Regions from separate parts of the Mus musculus genome. Here region 2 is linked to region 1. A link is a contact called in public promoter capture Hi-C data. All regions are on one chromosome and are shown on one strand. Each heading gives the region's core, a stretch centred on a gene start, on an enhancer-like site or on the middle of the called end of the contact. The rest is flanking DNA. Distances are from core to core; before and after follow the strand shown.

What was found. Promoter capture Hi-C pulls out the DNA fragments that hold promoters and counts their contacts.
Region 2: a promoter capture Hi-C map of erythroid cells shows a contact between it and region 1, with 5 times the contacts expected there. The contact joins the promoter of Ccpg1os here to the promoter of Rnf111 in region 1. A contact is called at or near these places in 1 of 39 promoter capture datasets (erythroid cells) and 2 of 9 other capture datasets (adipose tissue and liver).

Annotation. Positions count from the first base shown.
Region 1 is chr9:70,502,302-70,505,548 of GRCm38.p6, forward strand. Rnf111 (ring finger 111) reads right to left here and starts at 1,474. Exons shown (of 15, transcript NM_033604.3): 1 at 1,158-1,474; 2 at 639-701.
Region 2 is chr9:72,983,339-72,986,922 of GRCm38.p6, forward strand. It overlaps Ccpg1os (cell cycle progression 1, opposite strand), which reads right to left and starts at 2,038. Exons shown (of 2, transcript NM_001198789.1): 1 at 1,803-2,038. The coding sequence starts at 1,829. It overlaps Ccpg1 (cell cycle progression 1), which reads left to right and starts at 2,166. Exons shown (of 9, transcript NM_001286544.1): 1 at 2,166-2,335.

The DNA of each region.
Region 1 (3,247 bases), core at 224-2,723:
ATACAGGGCAGTGCAAAACCTCCTTTAACTACCACTCCAGAGTACTAGGTCCTCTTCCGGCCTCAGAGGCACCTGCACTCACATGTACAGACCCCACACACTGGTATATACGCACATGAAGGTTTTGGGGTTTGTTTGGGTTCTTTAACGTAGACTCAAAAGCTAAGTAAAATCAGAATTCTTGAAAGGACATCTGTATTAAGTCACGTGAGAGCTATTGCAAAGACAAATGGTAAAGATATGAGGAACCTCTGTTCATCTTTTTTTTGATTTTGCTCTCTTTGGTTAAAGAGGTCCCCAAAACAAGAAAATTAAAGATAAAAGTGCCAAATGGAACTAAGTTTGGATCAAGTCAGGTTCAAGAGCTGTCAGAACTCTGACAATGAGGTCTCTGTCAGCTGGCTCACTCACTGCTACTCAGGAGTTCTAAACTCATTCTGTACATAAATCAAGGAACAGGAAAGCTCTCAACAATACAATGGAGTCACCCCAGACATGAGCAAATTAAGTGAAGGCGCTAGCTACAACTTCCTGGTTTTTTGGTTTTTGGTTGTTGTTTTTTTTGGACGCTAAAAAGTCACACTTTTTTTTTAAAATTATCTATAAAGCTCTATAATCTAAGAAGTGTGGTGACAAACCTCTATTTCTCCAGAACAAAAACCGATATTTCCACCGCACCACTGCTGACTCCGATCAATTATCTAGGCAGGATAAAGAAAACATCTTTTTTTAATGACTAACCAGCCAACTCCACACAATATCAGACGCGCCTGTCTTCTGCTCCGCGGACTGCGCGTGCCCGCCCGCACCGGGCGGCTCCCGGCTCCAGCCGGGGTTACCTTCCTCACTCCATTGTCACCCCCACTCCTCGGCCCTGAGCCCCAGTCCCGCTGGCGAGCGGCGGCCCCGGGGCGCAATCCCCTCACCCACCCCCTCCCAAGAGGCCGTGGGTGTGTCCGCGGGCGGACTCTTGCCCGGACACAATGAGCCACTCCGCGCCGTCCGGGACCCGCGGTCATTCCCCTGTCGCCGACCCGGGCCGGCCGCCGCGGCCCTTCCTCTTTCTCCCTCCTGCTCGGCCCCTCCCCCGCCGCGCGCAAGCGCCACCGCGCCGCTCCCCTCCCCCGCACCCCCCCCCCTTCCGCCGGCGCCCTCACCCGAGTCCGCAGGCCCCGTGCGGCCAGGTCCCGGACTCGCTGGCGCGGGGCTGGGGAACAGCGCTCGGCCGGGTGAGGCTGAGGCGGGCCGGGCGGCTCTCCTCAGGAGGGCGTCTGTCAACACCGCCGCCGCGGAGCGTGAGGCTGAGCCTGGCTCGGCTGGACCCGGCTCCGAGCACCCGATCGCGGCCCACGCGCGCTCGCGACCCTGAACGGCCGGCGTGCCTTACGCCGCGCAGCACCAGCGCCCCGCCACCATCGCCGTCGCCGCCGCCGCAGCCTGGGCCGGCCCTCCCCGACTGCGCGAGCGCGACACCGGGGCCCTTTTACGACAGTTCGGAAAGCGAGCGCTCCGGACCCTCACGCCCTCTCACAGCAGTATGTCTGCGCATGTGCGGGCCAGGGACCGCCCCCCTGCGTCCCAGTCCTTCCTCTTTGCACTGGCTTAGGCGAACTGTTGGCCCAGTGGGACTAAGTTAAAAATAAGGTGGTTGGGTTCACTTTCTTCCGTGATTTCGGGCTCAACAGTGCTTCAGCATAATTCCGCCTACGTACTGGTTGCTTTTTCTCAAACTAAAAATTATTCCAGCTTACTGATTGCACTAGTCGCGCCTTTAAATAAAAAAACAAAAAAACACGGGTTAGTGTCTTTCTCAGCAGATGATACCCAAAACAGAGATCTCATCTCACTGGTGAAGTGAATTTTCAAAATCATTTCAAATGTATTATTAGGTAGCCTGGGAGCTATACAATCGCAGATGACTTCTTAATTGCCTCACAAAACCCAGAAGATTGCAGTTTTTATTGTGTGCCCTAGAAGGATGTAAGGACAGAGAGTGGGCTCTGCAGTCAATCAGACAGATTTCCGGTCAGAAAGCAAAGTGAGGGTGCCCAAGCTGACTTATTAACACCTTTATAAATCTCAGTTTCCTCTTCTATAAAACATGATAGCCTTATATGCTTCAAAATGATCTTGTGAGGTCAAATATGACGACTTAAAGTACCTTATATTACCAATTAAGTATTTAACAAGCATTAATAACCTCCTTCTACATCAGCTCGTCGATAATATTCACTCATGTTCTCCATATTTAGTGAAGGTGATTTTTTGGCTTGGTTTGGTTTGGTTTTGGTTTTTCGAGACAGAGTTTCTCTGTGTAGCCCTGGCTGTCTTGGAACTCACTCCAGAGACTCAGAGATCCACCTGACTCTGCCTCCCAAGAACTGGGAGTATTTTTAAATTTTAAAAGAAGAAGAAATGGAAAACATTGGATTTGGATTTCCTCAGCCTCCCTAGTTGCTGCCCTCTACAAGTAGAATTCTATCGGGACTATCAAAGCCCAGGACTTTTTTGTTTTGTTTTGTTTTGTTTTGTTTTGTTTCCGGGCTTGGTTAGGTTTGGTTTTTTTCGAGACAGGGTTTTTCTGTATTGCCCCGGCTTTCCTGGAACTCACTCTGTAGACCAGGCTGGCCTCGAATTCAGAAATCTGCCTGCCTCTGCCTCTGCTTCTGGGACTAAAGATGTGTGCTTCTTGGGTTGGGGACTTTAGGTTAGAGGCAAGACTTGTCTGTTCTGATCAGGTAGAGTTTTTGAAGTGTCTAATGTTTACCCAAAGGCTTGAACTTAGTTGGTTGTTGAGTGTGTTAATCTAAAACTAAGTAGACCACTGGGCTAATGATGGAGATTCGGATTCATTAACTTACATTTCTGACAGTTGAAGCAAGCATTTTGGTAAGGTCAACCAGAGTAGAAATGAGAGGAAATAGATATGTGGAATGTTTGTTATTTAAAGAGCTGAAGTGAAAGGAAATTCTAGGAGGAGTTGAATGTGTTAGAGAGGGAGGGAGGGAAGGAGGAAGGAAGAGAAATTGAGTCAAGATATATAGGTAGTAAAAAATTAGGAGGAAATTTAGCAATAAAGAGTATGATCATGGATTCATGAAATGCTGTTGGTTGAGCAATAGAAAGATCTGTAAACTTGACCAGCTTCATAGATTATCTTGACATAGAGAACAGAGTTTCTCTATGAAGTTGGTTTTGACACTCGGGTATTGTTTGACATAATCAAAAGATGATTTTGGTTGTCACA
Region 2 (3,584 bases), core at 788-3,287, 2.5 Mb after region 1:
GCCTCAAACTCCTGGCAATTCTCCTGCCTTCATAGTGCTGGGATTCTAGGTCTGGGCCACTCCTGTCTAACTGTACCATGGGGTTTTGTTTTGTTTTGTTTTGTTTTTTTTTTATATTACTATTCTCCTTCAGTTACCATCAAATCACCCTTGCTACTACTGGCCCTAAAACTAAATCACCTTTCTTGCCTCTCTTTTACATCTTGCTCCCTTTCCCTTCCTCCTTTCTCCACATGGTCATGGCTGGTCTCTACTTCTCTACTCTCTCCTTCTCTCTGCCTTTCTCTGCTTCTACTACTCTCTTAACTCCCCTCCACAAGCCCTAAATAAACTCTATTCTACATTATAAACAAAACAAAACAAAACAAAACAAAAAGCCCTAAATCACTGTAGTGGCTATTCCTGGTTGTCAACTTGACTATATTTGGAATGAACTACAATCCAGAATTGGAAGGCTCACCAGTGACCCTTATCTGGAGGCTTGGAGATAGAAGATTCTGATCTGGATCTTGGTATGGAGATCTTGAGGCATAGTGGCTATGGATTCCAGAGGATTAAATCTCCGAGTTCAAGGTCATCCGGGATTAAAGGTGTGGTAGAACACACCTTTAATCTGGGCTACACCTTCTGCTGGAGACAATATAAGGACATTGGAAGAAGGGAGTCTTGCTCTTGCTCCTTCGCCTGCTTGCTGTGTGAGACTGAGTGAGTAACTGCTGGATCCTTGGACTTCCATTCACAGCTGCGACTGAACCATTGTTGGGAATTGGGCTGGGGACTGTAAGTCATCAATAAATTCTTTTACTATATAGAGACTATCCATAGGTTCTGTGACTCTAGAGAACCCTGACTAACACAATCACCTTCAGGTCTAGATTTAATGATTTTAAAAAGTCACTTCAATAATCCAAGTCACCAGGTGTCTTATCTACACCAAGTCATGGGGGACCGTGCTATCTCGTCTACAGCTCATAAGTAATCAAAGTAAGTACCACTTTACAAACCCACTCACTGTAAAGCCAGCTTTGTTATTTAAATTTTCGCCTGTTCACCAAGTTGGAAGAGCAGAGTGTAGTAGCATAGGCCTGTAATCCTAACACTTGGGAAATAAAGGCAAGGGGTTCTGGAATTCAGTGCCAGCTACACAAAGAATTTAAAGTCAGCCCGAGTTACTCTGAGAAGCTCTGTCTCAAAAAAAACCCACCACCCAGAACTCCCCTCTCACCCAAACAAAAACGAGGGGTTAGGGATCTACCTCCTTTGTAGAGGGCTTTCTTAGCTTGTGTGAGGCTTGAGGTTCAATCCCTAGTTACAGCAACACAAATATCAGATCTAAATGTGAACTAGCTTTTGCCCAACATCAGCTTGTTGAATGGTTTCCTTTACTGTTTACTCACTAGACAGGTAGGGGACAGAGGAACGGTAACTTCCCTCTGGGGTGAGTGCACTCCTATTCACCCTCTTCCATCCTTTTAGACTAGGCATACTCTAAGTGACAAAAACATGAAGGTTCTAGGGCTGGGAGGTGTAGTTCAGTAGAACAGAGATTACCTACCATGCACAAGTCCCTGAGTTCGATCCCCACGACTGCAAATAGATAATGCAAAACAAAAACCATCCTGGACAAAAGATCATTTGTAGTGAGGTGCCTCCTATACACCTTCAGAGTAATTACTTTGTGGATCGTGCATTTAAACTTGTAAATATAACAGCTTGGTGACTAGTGAGTGGGAGTAGATGGTGCCTCAAACACTATTATGAATTCGACTTTCAAAAGCATCTAGCTCTCTGCCCAAACCCACCAAGTCGCAGTCTGTCTCTCTCGCCATCTTAATCTCTTCGGCAAAAGCAACTCTTTCCTGATAGCGAGAAGTCTGGCGAAGGCGTAGGGCCCAGTCTTCTTACAGAACCGACGGAAAGCAACAGCAAGACGATCGGAGTCCCGTAAACTACAATTTCTGGGGAGGAAGACGGTGGGTGGAAACCCTCCGTCTTCCAGTGTGGCAGCCCGTCTCCGTGGCAACCGGCTGCAGGCGTGGGAGCCCGGATGTTGTGGAGATCCGCAGTCGCTCCGCCCAGCTTCCGGTAGCCTCAGGGGTGCGGGCCGTACGCATCTTCGGGAGTCGTAGTTCTTTTTGCTCGCCGCGAGCTGGCAGGAGACGTAGGAGGAACTTCAAGTCCCAGCATGCCTTGCTGCGCCGCGCCTGCCACCGCTTCCCCGCTGCGGACGCCTGCGAGCAGGTTGTTGTTTTTATGAGGCGTCACTGGCGTCTGGAGCGCGGACGCCGCCACGGTGACAGCTGGCGCGGTCGGGCGGAAGAGGCGCTGTCTTCGGGTAAGACCCTGGGGCGCAGGTCGGGCTGATGGGGCGGCCGCGGGCTGCAACTCGTACCTTCGGGCGCAGCGCCGGGAGGCTTTCTCCTGGTGGATGCCTTGGTCCTCGGGCGACCTCGGGCGGAGGGCGCGACCTGGCAGGTGTTAGGCGCGGGCTCGCAGGCTGCAGCCCCGCGAGCTCGGAGCTGGGCGCCCCGGGATTCAGGTGCAGCTGCATCCGTATGCTGAGATGCCGCGTGCGTCACTCTGAGCCGGCTCGGAGGTCCCAGGTGTCAGGAATAGAAAAGTGTGCACCCCAGAAGTATACTCCTATTCAGCCCCGAAGCCTGTTCTCCGCCCGTTCTTCACGCTTCCCCTCCGGGTCCTTACCAGCGTTTGTTAGGCTGACGGCTTGTCCTAAGTAGCAGCTGCGCGTGTGTCGTTTGTGTTTACCTCTCATTTATCCCAACTCTGCCAGGGGCAGCGCCCGAGTTCTAGACCGCAACCAGCTGGGGTGTTTTCCTTAAGGGTGAACCATCATGCACTGCCCTCTCCCACTTTTGCTTTATTGGCTGTATGGGGCTGCTTGTCCCTAGAAAGGGCAACCAGTTGGTTATTCTCAGTTAGGGGTGCTATGAGACCTTTCCAGCAAGGTCACATAATGTTTGAAATGTCAGCACTAACTATCTTAAAGACCCAATATTTTTTCTTTCGCCTTTTTTTTTTTTTTTTGGAGTGGGTGGATTGGGTTTTTTTGGTTTGTTTGTTTTTGTTTTTTGAGGTAGGGTTTCTCTGTGTATCTCCACCTATCCTAAAACTTGCACTGTAGTCCAAGCTGACCTCCAACTCAGAAATCCGTTTGCCTCTGCCTTCTGAGTCCACCGACTAACTTTAAGATCCCAATCTTAATAGGTCTTAGATTTCTCAGGGGATATTTATCATGTATAACTGGTGTGAGTAGTTTGCTATTCTGACAAGCTCAAGTCACAGGGGAACTGAGAAGGTTGTTAAGGGTGAGTTAATGCTTTTGGCTTTTTTTTCTTGCTGTGTATCTCTGGCTGTCCTGATACTAATATATCCCAGGCTAGACCTGGGAGTTCTCTTGCCTAAGCGTCCTAGGCACTGTGATCGTAGTTGGGTACCATGGAGCCTGCTGTAAATGCTGTTTTAACCCTGTTACACCAAAGTTGAAATTCCAGTTAAAGGTGGTACCCCAGATATTTAGAAACTGAAGCAGGGGAATGGCAAGTTTGAGACCACTTGAGCAATAT